2 separate regions of the Mus musculus genome follow, and region 2 is linked to region 1. A link is a contact called in public HiChIP or PLAC-seq data. All regions are on one chromosome and are shown on one strand. The core of a region is the stretch at or near the end of the contact, and the rest is flanking DNA. Distances in the headings are between cores, read along the strand shown. Region 1 holds the start of Myf5 (myogenic factor 5). Region 2 has its middle 33 kb from the start of Ptprq.

Region 1 (6,138 bases), core at 1,916-4,415:
CATATACAAATAGTTAATAAAACCTGGCTCATGATTGGCAAAGTACTGTATATAGTAAAATGACATAATACTTTTTAAGCTTTTTTGCTTAAACAAATGATATTATCCTATAAAATTTTACAATCCTTTTTTTTTATATACAACTGGACATTGTATGAAATAACAACAAAGAAAAGGGGGCTTCATTTACCAGGCATTCTTGAAATGTGCTTACAATGGAAATGTAATATTTTTACAAGTGACATCAACAAATCTAAAAGAAATTCATAAATTATTTCAATACATATCTACAAGGCTAACTGTGTGATCATATTTAACCCATTCTTAAATGTTTCGTGTTCATGGTTTGCTAATTTCATTGGGGATGTTATTTTTAAAGGCCAAGAAACAAATTAGTTATTTCAATGTTATTTATGGGGAAATTTACATTTTTAATAGTTTGAAATTGCCCTCAATGTATTATTTATAGCTTACATTGAAAGAAGTATTTCTTATAAGAAAAGATGTAAGATTATACGATTAAAAGATTTTAAGAAAGTATATACCATTAGGCACAACTGTTATATTTTCATTTGATGATACACTATTAACAAAAGATTAAAGAGAAAAGCAAAAGTTAAATATATTTTTAATTCCCTGTAATGGATTCCAAGCTGTTAAAATGTTATTTTGAAGAAAAATATAGAGCTCTAAATACCAAAGTTATTTTGATGTGCAATATTTACAATATATATGTATAAGTTAAGAATTACTCTAAGTAACTGTCAATTAATTGCCTCCAACAGAAAAATATTTCTGGAATCATGTATCTAAAGCAATTGGAAGCTAAAAAAAAAAAAAAAAAAAAAACCGAAAGCAAAAAGAACAGGCAGAGGAGAATCCATTATTGCAAATGTGACTTTCAGTTAAATCTATTTTCTCATAAAGTGGCAAGACAGTATTTACAACCGAAAAGCACGTATTCTGCCCAGCTTGTCTTTCCTTCAGCTTCAGGGCTTCTTTTCCTCCATGAAGGACGCCCTCCTAGCAGGAGTGATCATCGGGAGAGAGTTCATAATACGTGATAGATAAGTCTGGAGCTGGAGGGTCCCGGGGTAGCAGGCTGTGAGTTGGCGCTGGTCGCTGGAGAGAGGGAAGCTGTGTCCTGAAGAGCCAGCTCGGATGGCTCTGTAGACGTGATCCGATCCACAATGCTGGACAAGCAATCCAAGCTGGACACGGAGCTTTTATCTGCAGCACATGCTAACAGCCCAAGGAGAAAAGTGCTTTCAGAAAACCATCCCCACGCAGACAGGCTTGCTTGTGGTGCCCTTTAAACCCGGGGTCAGCACCTTTGACCGCATAGGTCAGGTGATCACAGAGGGACTGATGTAAAACTTTGCAGTAAATATCTAGCAATTCCCCAGGGTAGAGGTGTGGAAGACCCCTGGTAATATTTCAAGCAAAAGTGAGTGTGTGTGTGTGGGGGGGGGGGGGATGCATGCACGTGCATGCGTGTATGCTGGTCTGTCTGTCTGTCTGTCAGGGTAATCTGGAGCACAAAACGGTCCTTAGCCTCCCCCACAACAGCCATCGTTTATATACCTGTTCTAAATACTACTTTGAAGGACAGACTGCCATGACTGAATTACGAGACTGAACAGATCTTTAAAGGTGTCTGAAGTTATCAGTTCTTACCATTTGATACATCAGGACAGTAGATGCTGTCAAAGCTGCTGTTCTTTCGGGACCAGACAGGGCTGTTACATTCAGGCTGTTAACACAAAACGCACAGAAATATATTTTTAAGCCTTGGCCAAAAAGACGCACAGACCTAGGGTGAGATCATACCAGCCCCCTAACTCAGGAAACCGAACGGTCTTAGTTCCCTCCCCGGCAGCACTGATCTAGGAAGGGGCTGATGTCTCCAAATCTCCAGGGCACCAAGGTCAGTCTCGGGGCTGGGAGAAGAGGAAAACAGAAGCAAAGAGAAAACAAGTCAGAGAAACCCCGCAGCAATGCGCCCTGGGTTAACCATGCAAAATGGATTGCGGTAGAAGGAAGCCACACTAATTCGGGGAGAGAATGCTTTCCCAGGGCAAAAACACATTAGAAACCTGCCAACACCACAGCCCTCTGAAAACAGTGTATCAACATTGCCTTCCAGCCTGGCCTCAGAGCAGGAATTGGAATGAAGTTGGGATGCTTTCTAATTAGTTACTGAGCTATATACACTGGGTGGCTGCTCTAAGTAAGAAATAACAGAGAAAATACTTTGTTAGTCACTTAAAGGCAAGCCAAGCTTTTACTGCCATCTCCATGCATCTGCAAACAGCTAGGAAATCAAACTAAAATCCTGTAGGACAGTTTTCGTTTTTGTTTTTTAAATCTTTCTGTGAACACGGCTCTTAAAGCAATGGTCCCACTGGTTTAGAAGAGGTACCAGGACTTTTCACAAAGACTATGGTAAAAGCGAGGCTTACCATGCCGTCAGAGCAGTTGGAGGTGGGGCTGGTGGGCTCAGAGCAGCTCTGTCCCGGCAGGCTGTAATAGTTCTCCACCTGTTCCCTCAGCAGCTCCTGGAGGCTCTCAATGTAGCGGATGGCATTCCTGAGGATCTCCACCTTGGGGAGTCTCTGGTTAGGGTTGGTGGTGGTGCACCTCTTGAGCGTCTCGAAAGCTTGGTTGACCTTCTTCAGGCGTCTACGCTCGCGCATGGTGGCGGCCTTGCGCCGATCCATGGTAGTGGACTTCCTCTTGCAAGCTTTGCAGGCCCACATGAGGCAGTGGCCAGCCTGGTGGTGGCCGGTAGGTGCACGCACGTGCTCCTCATCGTCTGAGCCCTGCAGCTCAGCTTTGTGTGCTCCGAAGGCTGCTACTCTTGGCTCAAACTGGTCCCCAAACTCATCCTCTGGTGAGGGGATACAGGAGCCTTCATAGAAGTACTCAGAAGGGGAGAACTGGCAGCCGTCCGTCATGTCCATCCTTCAGAGAAGCAGGTGGGAATACCTGGATTCAGCAGAGAGGGAGACACGCCAGTCCCTGGCTGCTGCAGGCCAGCAAATCCAGGCGGAGCTCCCGGAGTTTGGGACTGTCTCTCTGTAATTAACAAGGACAGATGCCTGTTGGCCAGGGTCGGTCAGTGGCTGAGGTTGGGGCTCTTTATATATTCCTGGGGGATGGGAAGGGAGGTTGGTCCCTGTAGCTGGGCGTTATTAGCATATCCCACCACAACCCCCCACAGGGGCTGTCTGGGCAAGCCTCTTGTCTTTCTTCTAGAGACACTTTGCAGTTTACTGGTCCCTTTGACGCTAATGATTTTACTGCAGCCTAACCTGCTCGGTGGCCTTCTGGATAAACTAAACCTAGGGATCACTTAAAGGGGTTGGGGTTGGCTTCTTGAAATTGATCACACTTTAACATAATCAGCAGCAGCAGCACGGTAGCAAGACATTAAAGTTCCGTATTTCCGTCTAACACCAAAGGGAACCTAGCTTCTGGATTCTTAACGCACGGATCTCCGGTGCTTGCTTCTCATTTTCATGAACTTTACCAAAAGATTGAGTCAGTTTGTGTACTGGTAACAGTTGGTAAAATAGTGAGGTGGCATTTTCATGGATGGCATGAACCTAGAGAGCTTGGTGTTTCAAAACCTGTTTGACAAAGACCAAAGAAGTAAAGTTCTGATGAGAGAGATGGTCATCTCATGGGGATGACAGTAGCTGAGCTTCCTTTCTGAGGTCTGGCTCTGTCAGAGGGTCACACGTTTCTTCTGCTGCCCTGAAAAGGAAGTGGACCAGGTGACCTTCCCCCGCATCCTTCCCCTCCGAGCTTCCATCCTTCCCAGCACACGTGTCTGTTGCCTCTTCCTCTGCATCAGACCTAGGCTAATACCTGCACTGGGAGATTCCCACGCCTGAGGAGGACGGTCACCGGCAGCGGTCCAGTTTCTCACAGAAAGCTCCCCGTCCAGCTTGGGGTTTCTTTTCTCCAGAGTCTGCTGCTCCGCCCTACCGTGTCTACAGACTAAACAGCCAGCCAAGGCTTCTCGGGGTCGCTAATTTTCTGCTTTTCAGGCCAGCTAACACCGTTACAGATGGGTCCCAGCTGCCAGCTAAGAGAGATCCTGGGCTAGTGTAAAATTTCCAACTCCTCTTAAAAGAGTGGCTTCACACACTTTGGTGACAAAAGCCTTTCAGAAATGCCATTTGCAGACAGGTCTTTGAAACTTTTGTCAACTGAAGACAAAGGGGAAAACTGCCATTCATTCATATATATATATATATATATATATATATATATATATATATATATATATATATTCAGCCTATTCCTCAGCTTTTATGATTTCTTCTCCACTGTTGATCCGCTTTCAGATCACGTGAGAGGGGAGATGTTATTCATATCCAAGAAACACCATTACTTACGGTCAACACAAATTCTCTGAGAGCTTTAAACCTCTTTTTTGTAGCCCCGTTGTAAAAATGGACTGTTCACACTTGGGAGTGTCATCCAATTAAGTAAGTGTTGTGGATTCAAAGTGACCCTTTGTATGTGTGTGTATATGTGTGTGTGTGTGTGTGTGTGTGTGTGTGTGTGTGTGTATGTGTGTGTGTGTATGTGTTACACTGCCTTTTAGTGGTGATGATGATGATGGTGATGACGACGACGATGACTCAGAGTGACTTTTCTAAAGCAGCCAAGTCTGACAGATCTGGTATCTATCGGGGCCAGATACATTATAACTGTCTGTGAAGGCAAGGACTTTAAGGAAGGGACCAGAAGGTGCCAATCACTGCACTTGCTAGCTGTGTCTGTCTCTGTTCCCTCTACCCTGTCCTGTAATCTTGAAGACAGATTTCTTCTGTAAATCAGGTCTGGTGGGTCTCACACTGAGGGGCTATTTAATCAATTGGCCAATGAAAAATCCAACTGTACCCCTATTGGGACCGGATTAAAAATGTCTGCCTTTGAAATGAATACAATATTGGGACAACACTAGATTTAAACACACACACACACACACACACACACACACACACACACACACACACACACGCGTACTCCTGAAGACAAGGCTCCCGTGGATGCATCTGATTGAGCAAATAGCACACATGGAACCTCTGTGACGCTGTTTTGGAGAGGTAGATATTCTCAGCCTCAGATTCACAGCAAAATTCATAGAGAGGATATGGTCAGCAACTTCTCTACATAAAACCATAGTCTTCCTCTTGCTCCTTCTCTCTTTGTTTCTCCTCTCCTTCCTTCTCCACCTCTCCATCCCTTTCTTTTTTCCCCCTTCCCTTCCTCCTTCCCATCTTTCCTCTTCACCTTCCTTACCTCTGTCTCATATTTGGGGTAACTAAAACAGACCAGTGATGGAGATGCAAACGTGGTCCTTAAGGTGGAAGTGGAAGCAGTTCCATGCTGCCGAGTGACCTTCCGACTGTTTCCCAGTCAGCCTCTTACTGTTGTGTGTACCTAATAGCTACTGCCTCGAATCTGCCCTGCACGGTTGATTTATTGTTCCTCACCATCTTCACAGAGTAACTTGGTACTTGAAAGGATTCCATTTTGTTTGTTTGTTTGTTTGTTTGTTTTAGGTAAACTTTAACGCTAGGGCTGAGTAATTTACCCTTGTCCACACAGGATTTGAAGTAATCTCCCTGTTTTTAGAAATGGCTCGGAGCCCCTGGAAGTGATCCTGCTTGCTTCATACTCAGTGTTCAGGGGTGGGATGAGGGCTTCCTTGACTCACCAAACAGAAAAGCTTACAAACTGGTGTCTTTTCTCTGGGCTCTTGCACTGGGAAGCTGCTGTCACTCAGGGGGCCCCTTGTCAGTAGCAGGAGTGCTCAGAGGTTAGGGCTGTCTTTGGTAAGGTGATCTCAAAACAAATTTACCAGAGAGCAGCAGGCTGAGTGGAACTAAAGACGCAGGGAAAACACAAGCGCGGGCCGCTTAATGAGCACGGCTGAAGGGGTCCGTGTGGAGGGCCCTTTGGGACGCAAGTGCTGAAAATCGGGTCTCAGACCACAAGAATAAAAAATGAGACAAGTTTTAAGCCATTGCCACAGCTAAAAAAACGAGAGGGGTGGGGGGGGGGTAAAAAACCTGAGGTAGACTGGAAAAAGGGAAGTAAACTGGCTCTTGAGATGAG
Region 2 (6,138 bases), core at 1,019-3,518, 270 kb after region 1:
CGTTATTTTTTATATTAGTAACTTGAGCATCAAAGACTTGAGAAGCAAGTCTCACAGCATTGTTGGGTTGAGTCTCCACAGACACAAACCCCTATTTATCACAGTCCAACAACCAACCTTGAAATGCTTCATCTGCTATGCCCTTTACCAAATTATGATCTCTTCCCTGCTTACAAATCCCATACTAGTAAGGAGTGGAGACATGTGCCATTTACATGCTCACATAGGTGTGATACCTAACACAGGAAACCATTCTTATGAATTCACCCTGATATTACTATTCCCCTTTAGTGCATCCCCTGTTTTCCCAAATGATAGACTCAAGTCAATTGCATCTTGACTGTTAGTTAATTACTGTCACAGAGACACACTACAAAATGTCTCATCCTTGATAACAGAGTGTCACCAGAGCAGTATGATAATTGATTCACTACCTGGAAAGTCAAGTATGCTTAGTTTAATCAAACACGCATATATTTAGCTTTGAAACTAAAGTATTTGACATCTTTAACCTGTGTGTGCGTGCATGAGAGAGAGAGAGTGTGTCAGAGAGAGAGAGAGAGAGAGAGAGAGAGAGAGAGAGTGTGTTAGTTCAATATTCTGTCTTTTCCATTTAGATAGATTGCTCATCCAGGAGAATGTGGAGACATTAATAAGTACCCGATACATAATGCTCTCTATCTAATAAAATTGGAAGCTTCAGTACTTTCCAACAAATAGGAAAATAATTTGCTTCTAGAAATCATTTTAATTGAATATGAAGAAAGTGTTAGAAATAAAATGAATTACCAGGCAAGTACACAAAATTACATCTCATTGTGCAAAACTATTTAACCTCACTAGATGAACGATGAGAACACCTACACACTGCTCCTGCATTGGAGGTGATCCCTCACATTTTAAAGTGACACCATCATTATGAAAAATATTTCAAATGCTGTTGATAAAATTGAAATTTAGGTAGAAAAAACATGTAAGGATAATTTCAACTCAATTTACTCTAAAAATATTTTCATCCAAGAGCTTGTGTGGCAAGCGATCTTTCATGTTAGATGCTCTTTTTAAAAAAATGTCCACCTGAACTATCAGCTGTAAAATAAGACCCTGTGTCAAAGTCAAAAGAAAGAAAGAAAGAAAGGAAGAAAGAAAGAAAGAAAGAAAGAAAGAAAGAGGGAAAGGGAAGAAAGAAGAAGAAGAAGAAGAAGAAGAAGAAGAAGAAGAAGAAGAAGAAGAAGAAGAAGAAGAAGAAGAAGAAGAAGAAGAAGAAGAAGAAAAGAAGAAGAAGAAGAAGAAGAAGAAGAAGAAGAAGAAGAAGAAGAAGAAGAAGAAGAAGAAGAAGAAGAAGAAGAAAGAGGGGGAGGGAGGGAGGGAGGGAGGGAGGGAGGGAGGGAGGGAGAGAGAGAGAGAGAGAGAGAGAGAGAGAGAGAGAGAGAGAGAGAGAGGCTGAGCTTCACATTCTTATTTCTCAAATTGCAAATGCCCTTTGGTTAAAAACAGGTCCACAGAATCCATTCAAATCAGCACCCTAAAGCAAGTTTCTTCCTACAAAATCCTCTTTGGTTACTATGAAGCAGGTGTTTGCCTTAGAGAAAACACACAGCCAGTTAAAAAGAAACAGCTAACCATCAAATCCTCAAGCCCTTCCACAAAACCGCAAAGCTTTCACACGTCTCACTTAACTGGCCAACTGATGTAAGAGTTTTGTTCTCTGCTTATCCGTCCCCAAGTCTCTGTGTAAATTAGAATGTTCACTACATATGCTACAAGTTGTGGAACGCTGGAGTGCAAACAGCTTGCTGTCCCTTACGGTGCACACTCTGATTATCTGTAAGTCACAGTGTTTACCCCTCTAGTGGATAGAGACAGACTGGTTCTTTTCAAGTACAGTTTTTCTAAATGTCCTGAGTGGAAGGCAAACGGTGAGATGACTAGGAATTTCCATGTATTGATGCCAAGGTGGACAGGAACCCTTCAAGCAGGAAGGAAAGGGCTGAAGGATTAGCTAGTCAAAGCACAAGGCTTGCACACCTGAAATGCTTGCAGCCTTGAGACCCCTCGTCTACCCTGACCCTGACCCTGTGCAGAGGAAGTTCCAGGTCTGCACCATGCACAAAGCACAATCCAGGTCCCACCTACCCGCCACCCCACCCCCCCCCCCAACCCTCCTGCCCCTTCCTCCTGCTCTCAGAGCTCTGGCTCTTCCCTAGTTATTATGCTTTCCCCGCCCACAACGCTGTCTCCCGTTTGAGTGAAAAGTCTCCATGGAGACAAGAAACTGCTGGGGGAGGAGTGGGAGGCAAGTCCCCAAACATCCCAGTGGAATTGTGTTCAGTACTCACAAGGGGAGGGAAGCGGAGGCGATGAAGGACATTACAAGTGAGAGCCTGTCATCTTATAGAAGTTGAAAAAAGAAACAGATCGCGTAGCCTAGCTTACAGTTAATTTTATACAGGTGGCTTTGTAGGTGTAAGCAAGGGAGCAGTAAAATCACCGAATCAGACAGCCCCATGAGTGGAAAGAAAGTTATTTGGGGCAATTCAAAACTGCCATGCTACCTCCCCGGCAAGAATGGTGGGAGAATCTTGGCAGTTGTTAGGGGCTATGTTGCCACGAGAGGAAGGAGAGGAAGAGGGCGTAGTGTGGGCCTTTGATTGGTTGCAAGTTTGTTTGAGTTAGTAGAGAACTAGACGCCCTTTGCAGAGATAGTGGGCATAGGGCAGATATAAAGGCAATTGCTTTCCCTGGCAAACAGAAACCCATTTTACAAGGTTTCTTAGGAATGCCAAGTTAAGTTTATCGGGTCAGAGTCCATCCACCCTGAGCTGGTCCCAACCTGTCATCTGCAATAATGTCAGCTCTGTTGCCATTTGGGGTTTGGGACCTAACAGTATGGAGCCATTGTCTTTTTTTAGCATGGTTGAGAAGTGGCATGCACACGTGTTTTCCCCTACAGCATTTTGGCAAGATTTTAACAACTACTTTTTTCTTCTTCTTCTTCTTCTTCTTCTTCTTCTTCTTCTTCTTCTTCTTCTTCTTCTTCTTCTTCTTCTTCTTCTTCTTCTTCTTCTTTTCTTCTTCTTCTTCTTCTTCTTCTTCTTCTTCTTCTTCTTCTTCTTCTTCTTCTTCTTCTTCTTTTCTTCTTCTTCTTCCTTCTTCCTTCTTCCTTCCTTCTTCCTTCTTCCTTCCTTCTTCCTTCTCCTCCTCCTCCTCCTCCTCCTCCTGTTACCTGCCTTGATTTCAATTTCCCCAATTTTCATCGCAATCACTGCTCAACTTCAATCTTCTATAGTGGAGCCCTGACACGTCACTCACTAAGGGTAACAGACCACCAACTTCTGAACTTCTGCTTTCTAGAACATTGTTCTGCGGTAGGGTAAATGCTGACCTTTTTATTTGTTTATGTCTGTACCTAGACTGGGAGCCCTGAGACAGCAAAAATGATCTGAAATCAGGCAGCTTTACAAAAGAGCCATACTCAGGTTGCTTCATTCCTGGCTGGACAGAGGGTGCTCTGCACCCTTTTCAGTCTTCAAAAAAGCAAATGGTGTTAAAGTCCCATGCTATGAGAACACTTCATTGCTATCAAATTGGTATTTTGGTTCTGATGGCTATAAGCAAATTTGGACGCCGTCAAGTGATCTAAGTAACGTTTCCTATTTATTCTTTAGAATTTCACACATGTACACCGTGTTTTGATCACCTGCACACTCCTGTTCTCCATTCTTTTTTGTATCCATTTGTTCAGCAAATTGTAACATTTTCAATAAGTGATCATTATCATGCTGAAACGAGTCAGTGGCTTTGCTAATCAACAGGCAAAAGTCTTCAATATTCCCTTGCACTTTAGAGAAGCAATAACCATCAAACATAGCAGTCAAAGTGCATAGCCCTTGACAGTGACAGTTGTCTTAGGATATTAACATGTGTGTGAATCTATTCCAGTCATTGACACTTACTCAATATTTACACAGTTATTGAATCTGCATATCATAACCACAAATCATTTCGAAGTATTTTTTGATGATACCTAGGCTTCAAAGCTTTACTGCTATTCTCTGTGTAATGTGAATATCTTAAGGCTTTGCATGATAATTTTCCACAAAGACTCAAAAGCCTTTTAACTTCTATTAAGAGCTTCTTTTCTCCTGCTGGGAACTACAGCCCCAAGATACTGAAACAGTCTTTTCTCCTTTTCAGTGTAAACAAATTGAATAAATCAGTAATTAATTTGAATTCATCTATTAAAATAAACATGTTTACCAGACTGTTTTAATTTAAAAAAAAAAAAAGAGCCTTAAAGATTAAAAATGAGACAGGTATTAAGTTAATGTTTCCCAGGCTGTATCTCTATAGGACGCTATGGAATTACCATGTGAGAAAATAAAGAAAATTAGACAAAAGAAAATTAAAGTGAACCCATAACCAGGTTGAGTTCACTGGCAAACTTGGATCTCTTATGCCACTATAAACAGATATCTTTTGTTTATCATGTGAATTAGCTTATCTGCTCCTGCCTAATAGGAGCACAGGGAGGTGATGAAGGATGAAGGAAACAAACTCTTAAACAGTGTTTGTTGAGAAAAGCTTTGATTTAAACGTAGTACGTGGAAGGCAAATGGTGAGATGACCAGGAGCATCCATGAGTTGGTGCCAACTGAGTCTTTAATTCCACTTCACCCTTAAGGACTTTAAGAGGGAAACCAATAGAAATGTATCTCTCAAGACGTGGGTTAAATATATTAGGATATTCATTTCTAACAGAATGCTGTGGTGGTTTGAATGGGAAATGTCCCCATAGTCTCATGTATCTAAATAATGGCCCTCGGTGGATGGTGCTGCTTGGGGAACCTCAGGTGGTACAACCTTGTTGAATGTCCTGTGTCACTGGGGGCAGATTTCATGGGTTTCTCACCACACCCCACTTCCAGTCTCTTCTCTGTCTGTCCTGTGTTTGTGGTTGAGGAAGTGATCGCTCAGGTTCCTGCTCCTGCCTCCATCCCTACCACTTGCTGCCGAGAGCTTTCTATCCATAATGGACTCTACTGCCCTGAAACCAGATGCCAAAGTAAAGCAATTCTTCCAGGAGTCAAAATAAAGGACTTCTTCCATAAGTCACTTTGGGTCATGGTGTTATAGCAACATAAAAGCAGCCAATACAAATACCATATGGCAAGTATATTTCAGCTCTTGTGAAAATACATGAGCAGGACCACAATGGAGGAGTTAGGGGAAGGACTGAAGGAGCTGAAGGGGTTTGCAATCCCATAGGAAGAATGACAATATCAACCAACTAGACCCTCCCCCCTCCAAAGCTTCCAGTGACTTACACCAACCAAAGGGTACACATGTAGGGACCCGTGGCTCCAGCTGCATATGTAGCAGAGGATTACCTTATCTGGCATCAATGGGAGAGGAGCCTCATGGTCCTGTGGAAGCTTGATGACCCAGGGTAGGAGAATGCTAGGGCAGGGCGCTAAGGCAGGAGTGGGTGGGTGGGTGGGGGAGCACCCTCATAGAACTAGGGGGAGGAGAGAGGAGATGGGAGTTTGTGGGAACTGGGAAGTAAGGGGATAACATTTGAAATGTAAATAAATAAAATAACCAATTTTTCAAAAAGAACGAAAAAATTTAATGGGAGAAAAAAGAAAAATACCAGAAGTTGTTTGAGATAAGGTTCCTGTCTGTAACTCAATCTGGTCTAAAATTCACAATCCTACCTCAACCTCTCATGGACCACCATGGCTGAAAATTTTAAGGGTGAGTGTGTGTGTGTGTGTGTGTGTGTGTGTGTGTGTGTGTGTGTGTGTGGTGTGTGTGTGTGTGTGTGTGTGTGTGTTGTGGTTGTTGTTTGGATCAAACTCTTGGCCCTTGCATGCTAACCAATCATCCTGTCACTGAGGTTTACACACAGACCATGGTTTCTTAAGATTGGCTTCTCACCAGATAGTTCAGGCTGACCGTGAGCCTATTATGTAGCCCTGGTCATGATCCTCCTGTCCTTGGCTTCCCCACTGTGCACCACTACAGACCCAAAAATAGGTTTCTAAGAATTTCAACAACATTTTTTTTAAAAACAAAACCTTTGTCAAGATGAGATAAGACAGGGAGAAAGGAAGGAAAAACATAAACAAAAGACAA

The links. HiChIP or PLAC-seq counts read pairs in DNA pulled down with a chosen protein or histone mark.
Region 2: a contact with region 1 is called in an H3K4me3 HiChIP or PLAC-seq map of craniofacial prominence, with 2.9 times the contacts expected there. The contact joins the enhancer-like site here to the promoter of Myf5 in region 1. A contact is called at or near these places in 11 of 39 promoter capture datasets (cranial neural crest, embryonic stem cells, epiblast stem cells and 5 more), 1 of 15 datasets of contacts at CTCF or cohesin (the NIH/3T3 cell line), 1 of 484 Hi-C or Micro-C datasets (muscle stem cells), 3 of 115 datasets of contacts at active chromatin or transcription factors (craniofacial prominence and embryonic stem cells) and 1 of 9 other capture datasets (embryonic stem cells).

Annotation. Positions count from the first base shown.
Region 1 is chr10:107,482,969-107,489,106 of GRCm38.p6, forward strand. Myf5 (myogenic factor 5) reads right to left here and starts at 3,166. Exons shown (of 3, transcript NM_008656.5): 1 at 2,463-3,166; 2 at 1,678-1,753; 3 at 1-1,242. The coding sequence starts at 2,963. The coding sequence ends at 1,052.
Region 2 is chr10:107,750,328-107,756,465 of GRCm38.p6, forward strand. No RefSeq gene overlaps it. Among named protein-coding and RNA genes, the nearest start is that of Ptprq, 33 kb to the left of the region's middle. Within about 2 kb of position 2,269, at least 36 of the 459 cell types and tissues checked have an H3K27ac peak or open chromatin away from gene starts, as enhancers often do. A contact at or near this core is called in craniofacial prominence and neural stem cells, where this site is marked.